2 separate regions of the Mus musculus genome follow, and region 2 is linked to region 1. Evidence: chromatin contacts called from public HiChIP or PLAC-seq data. All regions are on one chromosome and are shown on one strand. The core of a region is the stretch at or near the end of the contact, and the rest is flanking DNA. Distances in the headings are between cores, read along the strand shown. Region 1 overlaps Adam10 (a disintegrin and metallopeptidase domain 10). Region 2 overlaps Gm46120 (predicted gene, 46120).

Region 1 (2,824 bases), core at 207-2,706:
TGCCTCTGCCTCCCAACTCTTAGGATTAAAGGTGTGCAACACCACACCCATGCAGTAGATACATGATGGAGTTGGTTTTAGACATGAGGAATGAAATTATTTGTTGTCTGCAGGAAAAGAGATGCAACTGGAGATAATCACCTTAAATGAATCAAGCCAATGTCACAAAGACAAGTATCATGATGTCTTCTTGTTTATAGGGTTTATACAGATCCATAAAACCATGCACAGATATATGACATGAAAGCAGAAGCAAAATTATCTAGGAAACAAGGGAACTAACAAGAGGAGACAGTGCAGAAAGGGAGGATAAGAGGCTTGGGGAATTGCTCATTGTACAGTAAGTGCAAATGTCACACATGCAGCAAGGCATGTATGTATTATGAATGAAATTATATATATATAAAACTGTGCAGTTCACCTATTAAAGAAAGGAAGGAAGGGAGAGAAGGAGGAGGGAAGAGAAAAGAACCTCAAACAAGATTGAACTCTAGCTAATGAGATATAAGCTAAAAGCGTTTAGAAGTAAAACACTCTGCTATCTGATACTTACTTTCAAAGGGGCAAATGAATTCCTAAGTATTTGATAAAGCAAATACTTTTTGCAAAGTGTTAACTGGAAAACACAGGCGGGAACTGAGTGGCCTCTTACATATTTTTTGACTATAAATATTTTGGGCTGGGAAGATGACTCAGGGGAAAGGTGCTTACCACCAAGCTTGACAAGCTGCGTTCAGTTGTCAGAACCACATGGTGAAGGGGGAGAACTGACTCCATCAAATTGTCCTCTGACCTCCACATACCTGCTGTGGCTTGTGTGCACATGCACAAATGTAGAAGAAAAAGTTAATTAAAATGTTGGAAAATATACATACCAACAAAACAGTTGTTCCTCTTCTTCTCAAGCACTTGGCTTATGTTTCTAATGCTGCAGAGTGAAAATTTGTTGTTGTTAAGTTTGTCCCCAGATGTTGCTCTTGCATACATGATGTAATTGCCATTTTCTTTTTGTCCTAAGTTCTTAGACTCTCCTGGAGTACACTCTGTTCCAGAATCATGCTGCCAAACAGAATATGGTGTTACATTAGTAGGAAGTAAAATTGCCCAGTCACCTGCTTATGTGGAACTTTCTCATCAGAAGAACAGTAGAAGTCACATACTTTCCTTGAAGAAGAATCTAACAACTGTCTAGGATCAGAGTTAGGATAAACACTTGCTCTATGGGGCCACTGTTGCAGCACAGAGGAAAACTGAAAGTCTAAACATAAACTTAGAGCTTTGTAATTAGGGACTAGAACTGAACATACATCGTCATAGAGATTACTAAGAAGAAGCTTTTATGGGTGGCCGTAATAATATGGATTCACATTCATTAAAATGCATGGTAAGTACATGTTCAAACTGGTTCAGGAAGGCAGAAGTGAAAATGAAACCCAAGACCAGTGCTGAGGAAGGCAGAGTAAGAACTCAAGGCAGTGACACTTCCTTGTGAGTTGGCGCAAAAGACAGCCACGCAAAATGCTGATTGGAGTCAAACACAAGTTTTACTTTAAAATAAGACTAAGAAAACCCAAGGCATGGGATCAAAACATTGCTTTACAGGAGACAGAGTTCTGTATATGAGCACCTGCACAGACGTGGTTTGGATTCTGGTAATTTATCCAGGTACCAGAGGCATAAGAAAGACCAAAGCAAGAGCTCCCTGAATCTTCATAAAGGAAAAACACTTTCAAAGCTGGGCTAAGGAAGCACCTGCTTTCCTCGCACATATGCACTAAAACAACAACGCCAGGGTTTGTTAGATGGCTTCATGGGGAAGAACACTTGATGTATATGCAAGTGGACCTCTGTTCAAAACTCCAGGACCCACATAAATCCAGGCCCAGGAGCAGAAAGATGGCTCAGTGGTACAAGATGTCACCAAGCTTGACAACTTCAATTTGATCCCAGGACCCAAATGCAAGTAGTTGTCCTCTGACCTCCACTCACAGGCTGTGGCATACAAATGAACATGAACACACACACACATACACACACAAAATGTAATAACAATTTTAAGAAAAAAATTTAAAGCCAGACATGACTGTGCTTTTTTTGCAACAACCTCATCACTAGAATTCAGAGACAGATACCAAGAGCTCATTAGATGACTCGTCGAGCCCAAAGCTTCTGGTTCAGAGAGCATCACTCAAGGCTAATTGTCCCAAGAGTAAGTAAGAAGAAGACATTCAACATCCTTCTCTGACATCTGTGTGTGTACATACAAAGGTGAATACTCAGGTGCATGTACCACACACAAAATACCCTCAATACACACACAACACACACCCGAAAGAAACCTCAAAATGTCCTCAAGTAATTAAGGTATTCATTATTCTAAAGGGAAAAAATGTTGGACATTAGAATAGCAGTTGTATTTAACTTGACCTTAGTTTGAATACCCAAAAACCTAACTCTTTACGAACAAACAATAATACCAAGTCACTCTGATTTTACATTTCCTCATCAGATGTCTCACATCCTACTCTTCCTGATACTGCCCTGCTTTTCTCCTGAGCCTAGATTCAGCCTCTGGAAACTACTTGCTCTGTATATTACCTTGCTTTATGCTTCTGCTCCTTACAATTTGGTTTTTTATTAAGTATGGTACTAGCAACAATCTCATCATTCAAATTGAGAAACAGAAAGAAAAGTTCCAATACTGAATGGCTGTTAATGTGATCAAAGAAACAGTAGCTATGTTAGAAGGCATTGAATATTGCCTTCTAATGAGTAGCTTGTTATACATGGAAGTGCTAAAATATACAAACTGATACAGACGGAA
Region 2 (2,824 bases), core at 119-2,618, 310 kb before region 1:
GCAGCTGCAAGAATGTATACATGTAAACATATAAGCACATATAATACACATAAATAAAAATAAATCTTCCAAAAATAGCCCACAAGGTAACTAAACATTATGCCTACTAACTGGAACTCAACATTATAATGGGCATAATGGGTCACATCTGATTAAAACATCTCCTACATGTTCTACTTGATTATTATTATAATACATTCTATACATTGATATTTTTACAAATCATGTTCTTTATAACGTCTGCTTATAACATTCATATCTTTTTAAGATATTCAATTACTTTTGAGACTCACTTTGTAAGTTTGAAGCTTTCCATGAGATGGGATGTAATATTATATAAAATAGTTTTGCCCCAGACGGATCATATATTCTAAGTAAGGGCAATAGTATCATATGAGACAAATTTATATATTTACAATTTGTTTTCTAAGATTCAGTTTCTCTTCATGAACATGTGTGTTATGATATGAATCCATATGGTCGTTCTGCTCCTGATTCAAAGTCACAAACTCTACCTGTACACACACACACACACACACACACACACACACACACACACACACACACACACAGGGCACACTCGGTGGAAGGAGCCTATGCTACCACCAGGTGGTGACAGAGTGCTGTGGTCTGTGACAGATATGGCTTCAAACAGTGGGGAACCCAAATTTGTGGGCTTTCCCCCCATTAATTAATTGATTTATTCACTTTACATCCCAGTTGCAACCCCACATCTCCTTTCAGTTTCCCTCCCCCCAGATCTTTCCCCAAACCCCCTTCACCTCTGAGAAGGGGGAGGTCCCTCCCAGGGGACCAACACACCCTGGCACCTCAAGTGATTAGTCGCAAGACTAGGCGCATCCTTTCCTACTGAGGCTAGACAGAGCAGCCCAGGTAGGGAAGCAGAAGCCACAGGCAGGCAACTGAGTGAGCCCCCACTCCAGTTGTTGGGACAATTTGTAATCATAGATTCTTGCTCCTTGCCTTGCTAGAGCATTTGCTGGAATAGTATGATGCAAGCAAGCTTAAGGCACAACAATTTTAAAGGTTTTTGCACGGGTTTTACACATTAGAGCATGGGAGAATCTTTCCCTTTTGGTCTCTCAGTGCTTCTTTTTAGCACAAATATCTTTGGCAAAAATATATAAATAAATCACTCAATCCGTAGGCTGCTTAAGGGTGAAACCCTCAAAAATCTCTCAATTATGTTGGACAAAAAAGTTCCAAAGCCCAGTTTCAAGCTAGGCCCCTGTCCAGATAATTTTCTCTACCAGCAAAGCTTTTAAAAGGGCAGCCCCTGGGGGAAGATGAGAATGTTAACATAATTTTCTGAATTGCTTCCCCGAGAAGTCTGTATTCATTATATCCACTTCCTGTGGTGAGGGTTAAGGGTGTGTTCCTGTCGGTAGAGTGCTAGCCTCACGGCACAGAGCTCTGTGGTCCATCTGAATAAAGATCAGAAAACCAAGGTCATCTCTGGTAGCGTACAGTTTGAGGTCAGCTGGGGCTGCAGGATACCCTGTCTTGAAGCAAAAAATAAATAAAAATAAAAAATAAAAAATACATGTAATATGATATAATATAAAGAGCAATGAAAAGAATTTGAAGGATGGTGGTAAGAAGGCTTTGGGAGGCAGCCATCTATCCCAGGATGCCCAACCCTGTTTCACACCTGTGCAGAGAAAATTTTAAAAAATGACTATTTCAAACCCTTTCTTCAAGACCTTCATTTCTTTTCCATTAGCAGAAGAAATGCAAGGGCCACTCCATCTGGGCGAGCCTCACAAACTCTGCATACTGAAGCACTCCCAGCCCCCCCCCCCCCCCCCAGTGTGTGTCCTTGCTGCTTAGCAAGCCGCAGGGAACACAGTGGTGACATAAGCATGGGCTGGTACAGAGGCAATGAGGACCACGTGGCTCATCGCACCAGCAAGCAGACAGGACCACCGAGAAGTCTCTGGTTCACCCCGTCAACACCTTGAGAGGCTGAAACTGACCTCTGGGCCCCCTCCACCCCACGTGAGGCTTCCCAGTGACAAGGAGACTAGAAAGAGTCAGCCTCACCCAGGTGACAAGAGGTCGGACCTGTGAGCAAGGGCAGCAGCTGAAGCTTCTGGAAGGATCTATCAGCCCAGCTGAAGAAGTAGCTCACCTCTCACATCTCTGCAGGAAGGCACAGATAGTTTGTGACTTTGAATCAGAAGCAGAGTAACCATCCAGGCTCATAATTCAGAGAGAGGGAAATAAGATAACTTGAAAAGGGGCAGCCCCTGGGGGAAGATGAGAATGTTAACATAATTTTTGGAATTGCTTTCCCGAGCAGGCTACATTCATTATATATTATATCCATTTCCTGTATTCTCTCATGTAGTCGGGCTCAGTCATAATTAAGCTTTTCTTCAGCACAAGTATTCTTTCTCCAGTCCCTGTTGTCAGGCGTGACGCTACTCACATATCCTGCAGTGCACACCTGCCACCTGCTTATGATGGAGAGAACAGGAGGATGTGTGGTGTCCTCAAAAGCCAAGATCAGTTTTGAGCCACCTCCAAACCCTCCAGGAGTACAGCAGATGCTGGCCATGGTGACGTGAGACACCTGGCTGGCCGAGCTATCTTGTGTGCCTCTAGGAGACTGGAGCAGGAGGAAGGGCAGCACGGAAACCAGGAGAGGGAACAGACAGTAAGCGAAGGTGGCAGAGTAGCCTGGGCTAGAACAATGACTGTGTTCACAGCAGTGGAGGCAGGGACTCAGGACAGCTGGGACTTACTGGTGACACAGAATGATCAGGTTCTGATGTACAATTAATTGTACAGTGTGAGGAGA

Evidence for each region. HiChIP or PLAC-seq counts read pairs in DNA pulled down with a chosen protein or histone mark.
Region 2: a RAD21 HiChIP or PLAC-seq map of pro-B cells shows a contact between it and region 1, with 5 times the contacts expected there. The contact joins two enhancer-like sites. A contact is called at or near these places in 2 of 15 datasets of contacts at CTCF or cohesin (large pre-B cells and pro-B cells), 3 of 484 Hi-C or Micro-C datasets (bone marrow-derived macrophages, cortical neurons and nephron progenitors), 3 of 115 datasets of contacts at active chromatin or transcription factors (heart atrium, large pre-B cells and neural progenitor cells) and 3 of 9 other capture datasets (adipose tissue, liver and pancreatic islet).

What each region holds. Positions count from the first base shown.
Region 1 is chr9:70,759,818-70,762,641 of GRCm38.p6, reverse strand. Adam10 (a disintegrin and metallopeptidase domain 10) reads right to left here. Exons shown (of 16, transcript NM_007399.4): 10 at 876-1,059. Among named protein-coding and RNA genes, the nearest start is that of Adam10, 82 kb to the right of the region's middle. Within about 2 kb of position 1,456, at least 106 of the 459 cell types and tissues checked have an H3K27ac peak or open chromatin away from gene starts, as enhancers often do. A contact at or near this core is called in pro-B cells, where this site is marked.
Region 2 is chr9:71,071,880-71,074,703 of GRCm38.p6, reverse strand. The region is part of intron 1 of Gm46120 (predicted gene, 46120); the gene reads right to left. Among named protein-coding and RNA genes, the nearest start is that of Gm46120, 4.1 kb to the right of the region's middle. Within about 2 kb of position 1,368, at least 13 of the 459 cell types and tissues checked have an H3K27ac peak or open chromatin away from gene starts, as enhancers often do. A contact at or near this core is called in pro-B cells, where this site is marked.